Linked DNA regions of Gossypium hirsutum: region 2 is linked to region 1. A link is a contact called in public Hi-C data. All regions are on one chromosome and are shown on one strand. Each heading gives the region's core, a stretch centred on a gene start, on an enhancer-like site or on the middle of the called end of the contact. The rest is flanking DNA. Distances are from core to core; before and after follow the strand shown. Region 1 holds the start of LOC107945268 (actin-related protein 2/3 complex subunit 2A). Region 2 holds the start of LOC107945258 (nicotinamide adenine dinucleotide transporter 1, chloroplastic).

The links. Hi-C and Micro-C count contacts between places; a contact is called where the count stands out from the background.
Region 2: a contact with region 1 is called in a Hi-C map of leaf, with 1.8 times the contacts expected there. The contact joins the promoter of LOC107945258 here to the promoter of LOC107945268 in region 1. A contact is called at or near these places in 2 of 34 Hi-C or Micro-C datasets (both in leaf).

What each region holds. Positions count from the first base shown.
Region 1 is chrD12:7,929,681-7,934,960 of Gossypium_hirsutum_v2.1, reverse strand. It overlaps LOC107945268 (actin-related protein 2/3 complex subunit 2A), which reads left to right and starts at 2,992. Exons shown (of 10, transcript XM_016879219.2): 1 at 2,992-3,413; 2 at 4,304-4,370; 3 at 4,547-4,754. The coding sequence starts at 3,352.
Region 2 is chrD12:8,215,075-8,220,660 of Gossypium_hirsutum_v2.1, reverse strand. LOC107945258 (nicotinamide adenine dinucleotide transporter 1, chloroplastic) reads right to left here and starts at 3,055. Exons shown (of 9, transcript XM_016879201.2): 1 at 2,306-3,055; 2 at 1,975-2,070; 3 at 1,441-1,547; 4 at 710-758; 5 at 491-603. The coding sequence starts at 2,396.

The sequences.
Region 1 (5,280 bases), core at 1,743-4,242:
CTGATATAGCTTGCTTGAACTTCCCGATATATGGCTATCCGGAGCTTCCTGATTAATGGCTCTTTAGAGCTACCCGTTATTGGCTCGCATGAGCTTCTTAATTATGGCTCTCATGAGCTTCTCGTTATATAACCCGAATAAGCTTCCCGTTATTTAGCTCATATTAGCTTCCTGTTATATGGCTCGAGAGAGAGCTTCCCGTTTATGTGCTCGTATGAGCATTTTCGAATATGAATTTACGGTTTACAGCTTTTTACACTTTAAGTGTACTACCCTTATATCCATCGATATTTTAAATGGTTTAACGGGTAAAGTTTCGATATGAGATGATATGAATTCAAGATGAGTTATTATGAGAAATACTTGAAATACAAAGATATGATATGTACATATTCATGGACACTTGAAGTGATGAATACTTGTATGTAGAAATTGAATATTGATGAGCTTATTCATTATTTCTTGGTATTTATGTGAATTACATGACTAACTCGTTTAGGCAATTGGCCAAATTGGTTGAGCATGTTTATTTGCTTATTTTAAATGTGAATTAAATGGTAAGTTACTCTCCTATTATCCTAACTTACTAAGCATTAAATTATTTTGTTTTATTTTCCTTTCTTCTATAGTAATTCGAAAGCTCGTTGGGTTGGAAGCTTGGCGAAGATATCATCACACTGTCTATCGACTCATCTTGGTATATTTAGTAAATCAACTTTGGTTATAATGACATGTATAGGTTACCTTAGTCAATGTTGGCATGTAAATGTTTTGTTGTGATTAGCCATTGGAATGACTTGTGTTAGTACAATTATATATTTGTATGTGTATGTGGCCTCATCAACTAGATATATATATGAGTGAATGAATAGAAATGAAATGTAAATTGAATATGCATATAATAAATAAGTCAACAAGGTAAGGTTGTGCGATAAAATGTTAAGTTTAATACTTGATATTGGCTTAATTCAAATGTTTTATATTGGTTTGGGAATGTATTTAAGTGTTATTGTAGGTGGAAGACAAGTTTGGGTGAGAAATATAGCTAGGAAATGACCTTATTTTATCTACACGGGTAGAGACACGGACGTGTATCTCAGCTGTGTGTGACACATAGCCTAGCACATGGGCGTGTGTTTTGGCCGTGTGTCCCCTGCATCTTAAAAATTTCAAAACAGAATACTTAAAAATTGATCACATGGCCTGGCACATGGGCGTGCGGCTTGGCTGTGTGACCCCTACACCTATTTAATGCAAATTTTCATGTTCACACGGCCTAGAACACGGGCGTGTGACCCAAGTCAGAGAGTTACACGGGTATGCACATGGGCTGGGATATGGCCGTGTGCCCTATTTCGAATATCCACATGGCTTGAGACACGAGCGTGCTCACATGGCCTGGCTACAGGGGCGTGTGACCCTGTACCTTGGAAAAATTTTAAAATTTTGCGAAAAATTCTCTAAATACTCAATTTAGTCCCGACTTATTTCTAATGTATGTTTTGGGCCTCGAGGGCTCATATAAGGGACTTTATGAATAATATCTAACATGAATGTTAAATAATATGAAATGTATGTATTTGATTTGTTTATTCCGATAATGCTCCGTAACCCTATTCTGGCGACGGATATGGGTTAGGGGTGTTACACTATGTTAAGCTTGTTCTTTTTACAAAGGAACCAATATTTTTAGGGCATTTATGTCTTTTACATTATAATAATTTTTTTTAAAAAAAATTCATACTAATAATGAGAATCATGAGATTTAAACCTAAACTATTATAGCTTTCATTTATCACAACTTTACCATCTTAACTAAATTCATGTTTGATTTTTATTTTAATTTTTATAAATTTGTTAATGTAGTTTTGTTTAATGGCTATTTAACATCAATGTTAGATATATTCAATATTTAATTTCGAGATAATGGCATATTTGGTATTTAAACTTTGACAAATCTTTTAATGTGGTACTTGAACCTAAAAAAGAAAGTCAATTTTAAATTTGTCAGGACACGTGACCTAATCATAAGGTGCCGCATATTTTATTTTTAAATAATATACCATAGACGTAAGAATAAATAATTAAAAAGAAGGTTTTCTTTTCATTTTCACCTTTTTATGTTTTTAATGTTCAAACTAATTATTTTTAACTAAAATAAATTTAAAAAATTGAAATTAACTTCATTGTCTTGGAGAAAGCAGAAAATATGTTTCTCTGCCACTTAAAAACCATATTGATTTCTTTATTCTTCTTTTAATTTTCTTCAAATTAATCATTCACATTCTTTTCATCTAATTCAAACCTTAATTTCATGAATTTTTAAAAAAGTAAACAACCCTTTTGCAATAAATCAATTTAAATAGTCATTTTAAAGTTTTTTTTTTTTAAATTAAGAACATTTCTATCCCCTAACAACATTGCCAATTCTCAATTACCAAAACCAAATTGACAACCTCCAATTCCGAGACAACTAAACATATTCACTCAAACTCACCAATCCATTAGAACACAAAGCCCAAAAAATTAACATCACAAATCAAACCCATCAATCCAAGCAGATCAAAACCAAAGCCCATTTCAAGTTTCTGGTTCTTGAGGAAGCCACAGTCAAAATTCCATGATGGTTTAATGACCAGATTTGCAGATCAGGGCTCTAAAAGTTCTAAATATTGTGAAATTTTAACTAAGATGTTCAAGAAAGCTAACCGGAAAACTAGAAAGAAGAGAAAGAGGCGAATCTTTCTGTCAAAATTTTGGCTGGACGGTAGCATAATGGCAACGACGCCTAATTCTCTTCACGGAAGAAGGAAGACAAGAAAAAACAAAAAGTTAAATTTTTTAATTTATTTTCTTTAATATTTATAAAATACATTTTAAGGGGTACTTTATTATTTTAATTAAATCAAAAAAATTAAAGGCATATTTTGATCTTAGGCCCTTGTTCAATTAAAATATTTTTACATAACTTACACGATTGAGTTTCGGTTCCTGAAAAGTAAAAAATTAACATCTTCAGCCAAAGGTACTACCACATAGATAAACAATGTTAAAGTTCAGTACCAAAATCAATTTTTCCAAAATTCAGGTACCAAATTAGAATGTTTGCCAAATTTCAGTAGCAATTCTGTGATTATCGCTTTAATTTATTTCTAACTTATTCTTTTAAGAGAAGTATTTAACGGGTGATTTGATCCTCCGTCCGGAAAAAGCCTATTCCAAAGTAAAAACACTGCAATAGAAGCAACAGATCCCGGCTCTAAACGATAATTGGCACCGAAAGGAAGGAGCCGGAGAGATAGTTCGATTTTGGTCTTGTTTGTCCTTTTCGATCGACGGAGAAAGAAATCGATGATACTTTTACAGTCCCATTCACGTTTCCTTCTCCAGACTTTGCTGAATCGAATTCAGAAGTACTTTTTCCTTCGTTTTCTTTTCTTTTAATCCGATAAGTATAAGCTTTTATCATTTGATTTGATTTCTTTTATTTTACTTCTTTAATTACAGTTCTTGTATGTATTTGATGTTTGAAAGACATGTTGGGAATTCGAGCAGAGTCAGGTCAAGGATTCCAACTACATTTCTAATTCATAGATGTATTTTTCATTCTTTACAACCTTCTCTTATGAGTTTGATGGTTCCTTTCCTAATCAATCTTCCATTGTTGCTTGCAGTGCGTTGCTCGTCTCATTTTTTTTAACTAGTTCTGTTACTTTTAAATACCTGACCTCCTACCCTACGCTTTGGTATGCCAGAGATGTATCATCTCCACTGACGATACTATCATCAAATATAGCCCTCTTTAAAATTTTGTCGCTTAAGTTTTCCCAGAATTAGTGTTTTTTTTAAAGTTTATATTTATTAATAGTAATTAACATGAAATATACAAACTCCCATTCAAAACTGTAATAAATATCTAAATTAGAGTAATATGTGGACAAGATCAGTATACAGGATTGTTAACTTTTAGACTAACAATAGATCATCAAGAACAATTGGATACGGTTAGAATTTTCAAATGTGTTTAAGCTCTAGGGTTTTTTGTGTTTTACGGTTTAGTAATATGTTAAAGGTGTGGACCAAGTTGGAACTATGCCTACTCTTTTATGCCAAGCATGCTGTCCATGATGTGCTGTGCTTTAATATTTGTATTTCAATTATACATCCTGGTGTTGAGTGTACAAACATTCTTATTTATTTTGGGTGTAAAAACTGAATAATTTTCAGGCTACCTGGACCTTTTCTGCTTATTGTTTACACTTTCTTTCTCAGCTTGCTGATTTCTCTCATGTCGCTTTTGCAGTCTTGAAAAGTGTATTGAACTAGACCATCACTGGGTTGAATTTGATGATGTTCGTTACCATGTTCAGGTGATTTAGAAGCTTTTTCGTTGTTACACCTATGTAAAAGAAATTGAGTGATTGTATTATGAATTATTCATACTCATGTATTTCGTTTTGCTCCTCTGGGCTCTCTGAACTTATAGTTAAGGTACAAAAGCCACTGTAATTATATTATGCTCATGTAATTTGCAAATGATATGCAGGTGTCAATGAAGAATCCCCATATTCTACTGCTTTCATTATCATTACCTACCCCACCTCTGGAAACTGTTTTCGTTGGTGGACTTCCATTTGGAGCCATAGAAGCTATTAAAGCAGCTTATGGTGTAATCGTGCAAATTCTTGATCCTCCAAGGGATGGCTTCAATCTGACATTGAAACTGAATTTGTCCAAACTTCCTCAAGATGAAGGTCAACAAGTTCATTTTCTTAGGTCATTATGAGCTTGCACGGTTATATGACAAAGTATTGGCATCAGCATGTTGAAAATTCCTGTCCTTGATTAAAAATGACTTAAGGAACTAGTATTTGGAGTACATTAATGCGTCTAAGGTTCTTTATTATTTGATAAGACATTTTCTTAATTTTTCTGTGCTTAATTCTCTTGGTTTTAAGCTTGGATTTTAGTAAGTACTGTTATACCTGTAGTTGAAAGGTAGAAGATTCCTAGGTGAGAACTCATAGCTATAAGTATATATATGTACACACACCCCTTTTCCAGAACACAATAGTAGCGTTAGGTTAAGAGATCAATCATATTTTGTAGCATGCTTGTACTAAGTAGCTTCCATGTCAAATAGGATGGTTCTCTGATAGTTTCAGATGCATATGCAACGTAAATCATACCCGTATAAGAAAGGGTGCTTGTCATAGAAAATAATGATAATCTGACCAGTGACCAAGGGGGTCAGTGTCATAACAAATAGAATCAGCTTAC
Region 2 (5,586 bases), core at 1,806-4,305, 290 kb before region 1:
ATCTATGTACTTGCAAAATAAATCAGAGTAGGCTTCATTCAACATTGAAACTTGAAAGAAAGTTAAATTCTCCGATATGAAATCATAACAACTGATCACTCTCATCCACTTGCAGGAAAAGGATTACTTTTATGGTTCAAAAAAATGCCTGCTTGACCATGCTTATGTCAAAGCATTGGTAAGGAGTTTGATCCTCCAAACCCTAGTCACTACATTGGTTTGGGGTATCTACAGAAGACTACAACATATCGAAGCATATTTGGTTGTAACAAAAGAATGTAGACCAATAACCAAAGCTATGTACTAACTAGAGCCACTTAAATCTGAATTATAAGAGTATGAATGTGTCAACATCAAGGTCATATAACTAATTGTAATTACGACTTAGAGGTGAATTATCATGATTTAAGCAAAGAGAAATCAAATGCGATGCAAACCACTGATATAATTTAGAAGAAACATCATGCACCATACATAATAATATACATACTTGGAGTCTTGTCTTTACAACCCATAATGGATTTGTTACGATGGCTGTGGCAGCCCCAGCACCAGCAGCAGCTACCATATTTTCCCCAATTGTGAGCTGTGCACTGTTATTATCTGCAAAATCACAATGTATAACTTTACTAGAAACTAAAACAACTGAAGCTGGATTTGGCAGAGTACATGTCAAGCGTGAACTATTAATGAAATTACAAGAACCAACCATGTGAAGCGAGTAGGCCTTTTAGTTGCTCATAAACTGTAAAATACACCTGCATATGAAATGAGAGTTTCAGTTACTTCTCCGAAGACTAATTACATCAAATAAGTATTTTTCTTTCTAGTTGGAATCAATATTTTTCCAAGAAGCTAATGGTTTATGAACATGGTAGCAGATTACCCACTTTCCTTATTCAAATATAATGATAGGTTAAAGACACTGGCTATAAATCTCACACAATCATTTTTTCATGGGATATTAAGAAATTTAGTTACAAAGATTGGCTCAAACATTAGCTTCAAATAGACGTGGGAGATCAAAGAGGAAAAGGATAAAGTTTGCCTTTCAGGCCGGCACGTTAAGGAATCACACAAAAAGATGGCCAGGCAGTAGCATTTATCAGTCAATCGTGTGTGTGTGTGTGTGTGTTTGTGACATGGAGTCCTCAGTTTATTTTTTATCCCAACATACCCATGTCTGGCACCTCTTGGACACTTCGCCATTCATACAGGTATGACACTTGGTTCTAAAAATTAATTTAAAAAATTTCCAAAACCATAAACAACCAACACTCTATCATCAGTCCATCTGACATAGATCATTAGCACATCAAAAGGTCAAAGGGAAACTAGAAATTTTAGTCATAAACCAATAACGAAAAAAAAAAAAAAAAAACCCAACAATCCAATAAGTAGCTTCCAATTAATTGCTTTAGGAATGAAAAGGTTACTTACCGCCCAGTTTGGAAGAAGAGCAATTATTGTTGGTGAAAGTCCACGATACAACCCCTTCAAACCTTCAGTTTTTATTATATGTTGTAGACTTGTAATAATAACACTGTCTGAGTATAGACAAGAAAAAAGGCAGGAAGAAGAGTTGCCCATCATCAATGATAGCAATAAACACCGTCCATCATTAACACAGGCATAAACAATTTCACATAATACGTAAAATCAAACTTCAGAATGTTACAAATCTATTAAAACTATATTTATCAACAATTTTCATTCAATCTGGTCATCACTTCAGATTACCAGAATCTATCAGAGTAGACAGACATTAATAGAAAAAGATCCATAGCCTAGAAAGCACAATGTATGCAAAATAATAGGTGTGGAGTATCCTAACAAAGCAAGATTTTTGCATTCCAAAGATCTCCTATGAAAATACTTGACGAAAAAAATTCCAACAATTTCAATCCTAGTCCTTCTGCTAAACCATGCACCCAAAAGTAAAATTCAGTTTCAAAAGCTCAGGATCTACAATACCTCTAACACCAGTTTTAGAAGCTGTAGGGAGTCCATGTACTTGTAGCCTTGTTTTGATTACATCTAAAGGGCACACAAAGGTGGCCGCAATTGCACCTTAAAATTTCCAACAAAGATCATTAATAAATCGAAAATTCAATAAAATTAAAAGTGGCACTCATAGTTTCAACTGAGTTTGCTGACATTCATAATCAAAGAATCAACATACAAACCCTCATTTCACCAATAATAATAATAAAGTTCCACGATGTTTCTAATTCTTTCGCAAGAACTGATAACAGAAAACCCTAAAAGAATAAATCAAAGAAAGCAGCAAAGTAAAAGGCTTTACCTGCAGTGGCACCAGAACACGCATGGCAGATAAGTTCTCGGACGGTTATTCTTAGAGGATGAGACGATTGGCCACCTCCCTCACTGCCCATCTTCAAAAACCTTAAAAGAATCTTACAAACAACTTAAAAACATCCAAGGCAAACACTCATCAAAGATCTGTATATATAGCATCTGCCTGAAACCCTCTATACGTACGAAAATTTTCTGGGTTTTAGCTTGTTTGAAGGGGTAAGTAAAGAGCGAGACGGGAACTTTTACTTTTACTAATTCTTGAAGCGGGTCTTTGGTGGAATTGAAGTTGAATAGATGACTTTTGCTTTTGTTATAAGAAGGAATGAAATTTAATGGAAAAGTGGAAGAAAGTTTTGGGGTGTCACAATTTCTTTGAAATTGGGTGTGTTTAGTAAAAATAAAACAAGTTGCAGAGAAATCGCATTTCGTTTGCTGTAGCTAATTGGGTCTGCCATGAGATGCATTGCCTATGTTTTTCACCGGCTTCATTAAAATCAATTTTGGTGATTAAATTATTAAAAATTAATCTAAATGGTAAAAGAGAAGTCGCATTGGCGGCTGCTGCAGCTCTACTCTCTACGCCCTCGCTCCATCTATGTGTATGTAGTTTTTGTGCTAAGGGTCTCATGGAGATGGCCAGTGATTTCGAAAATCGAGTATGATAGTAATCTTACAAGGTTGGGGGTGATTGCCTGTTTGGGGTCCCGCATTAACCAATGTTTTTCTACATTGGATTGATTATAGAATCACTTCTATTTATCTATATATCAATTTTTATTTACAGATTTAAATTCATTCTCTAAACTGACACCTTAGTTGATATTTAATCTAATTAACATTAACTCATGTTCAGATAAATATTATTAAAAGAGAAAAAAAGATTAAAGAAAGAAAAATATACTTAATTTTTATTTAGAATAAAGGTAAGGAAACGAAATGAGTTTTAATATTTCTTATTTGGATAAGAAAAGGAAATAATTTATTTCAAACAAAAATTTAATTTTATTCTTTGTGTTAGAAACCACTTTTATTTAAAAACGGGAATCGACTTTAAGAAACGAAAATGGAGTCGCCACCAATCTTTTTTCAAGGTGTGATCGGGTCACCTTAAGATTTTAATTAAACATTTTGATTTACTAAAATAATGATTTTGGTCTACGAAATTTGAGAAAACAAGTTCGGGAGTCGGTTACGCATGAAGAAGGGTTAGCACCCTCGTAATGCCCAAAATTGGTACCAAATTGATTATTTAATGTTTGTGTCAAAAATTTGTAAAGATTTTAAAATACAATCCTTTTTTAAAGAAAATTTGAATAAGTTGACCAGGATGATAAGACCCTCTTATTTCAAAGAAGTAAAATGTTGCATCCAGTGAGTTAGAGTGCAGCACTTCTAATCCTCGAAATTAAGTTTGTCTTTTGATTTTTAAAAGTCATGCATTTAAATTTTAAAAGGTTATTCAGTTATTTGGGTCAAATAAAAAGTCAAAACCCAGTAAGTTAAGGTTCAATTTTTCAAAATTCCTAAATACCGAATATTGCCTTTATTTTTTAGAAATCCTTAACTCAATGTAGCAAAATATCATATCCAGTAAATTAGGATCCAACATTTTGAAATCCAAAAAGAGAATTCTTTTATTTAAAATCTGTACGATTTTATTAAAAAGGGATACTCAGCTATCTAAATTTAACGAAAAGAATTGAAGCCCAGTAAGTTAGTGCGCCATTCTCTCGAAAATCGTGAACACCAAGTATTTTGAAAGTTTACGGAATAAAATGATTTTAATGCTTTAATGACACATAATCTTTAAAACAAATGTATTGCGATTGAATGGTAGTGTATAACGCAATAGGATAATTTGTACATAAAACATACACTAAGGGATAATAAATAAACAATAGATAAATTCAAACAATCATAGCAACAATTATCTCAACCATATACCATACAAATACCAACATTAGCAAGTAAGAGAAAACTAATTAAAACCAAACAAATTTACGTAAACATAAATAAAACATACAAATTTAGAAATAACTTAAGAAATAAATAGCATGAAAGAATGGAAATGATCATCGATAAATCGTAGGCGAAAAATAAATTTAAAACAAATAATATATATATATATATAATATACACGAGAGTTTTTTAAAAAGAAATTCAAGAATAGAGTAAAAGAAAAGGCTATATGAAATAGGATTATATAACTAAATTTTAAAGTAAATATTGCAGAAGTATAAGATCAAAAGAAAAAGAATATATATATAATATACAAAATAATATATACTTAACCTAAATAAGTATTACATACTAAAAAAAACTCAATAATAATACAAGTGATAATATATAATAATATATATAAGAAGTTGAAATAAACAAATCATAATAAAATAGAGTTTTCTTTTAAAAGAAATCAGCCACATAAATATAGCTAAAAAGGTATATAATAATATAAAACCAACAACATGTTATGTGTGTACATATGTATAATAAAAATAATAATTTAATATAAATTGTATATATACATGAAATGGATTTATGAAAATATTATTGTATAAATCTTTAAAGTTAGAAATATATAAAAATGGATTTTAAGAATATATTATAAAATAAAATCATAAAAATGTGTCCAAATTGATCATAAAAAATATACATTATGAAATTAGATAATAGTACATGATAAAAAGAATTAAAATAATAGTACATAATATAATAAAATAATGTACATAAAAAGGTAAATAAATATATAAACTAATACAATAATAATACCTATAATAATAGTAATAATAACAATAATAATAAAAATTAATATTAAACTAATTAATTTAATAGCAACAATATTAACAAAACAATGAACTAGTTTGTAAATAAAACAAAAATTTAAGGGCAAATTTGAAATAAATAAAAAGAAAAGGATCACACCGAACGGGCGAATAACAGGGAAGGACCAAAAGGGAAAATAATCTCTGCCATCCAAAACACTGCGTTTTTGTACAGACCAAATTGGAATGAAACATAAAATGCGTGGCCAAATTTAAAGGGAACAAAAAGATCGATTTAAACTCAATATGGAATACAGGGGATCGTTTGCACAAATTTCCCACGCGCTATAAAACACGTGGATCTGGGACCGGATCGGGACGGGGTGCGGGTTACTGATGCTGAATGGCCAATACGGCGCCGTTTTAAACCATTGAAACAGGGTCTAAACGACACCGTTTCAATAAGCAGCATGATAATAAACAACAACAAAAAACCCCTAAGCCT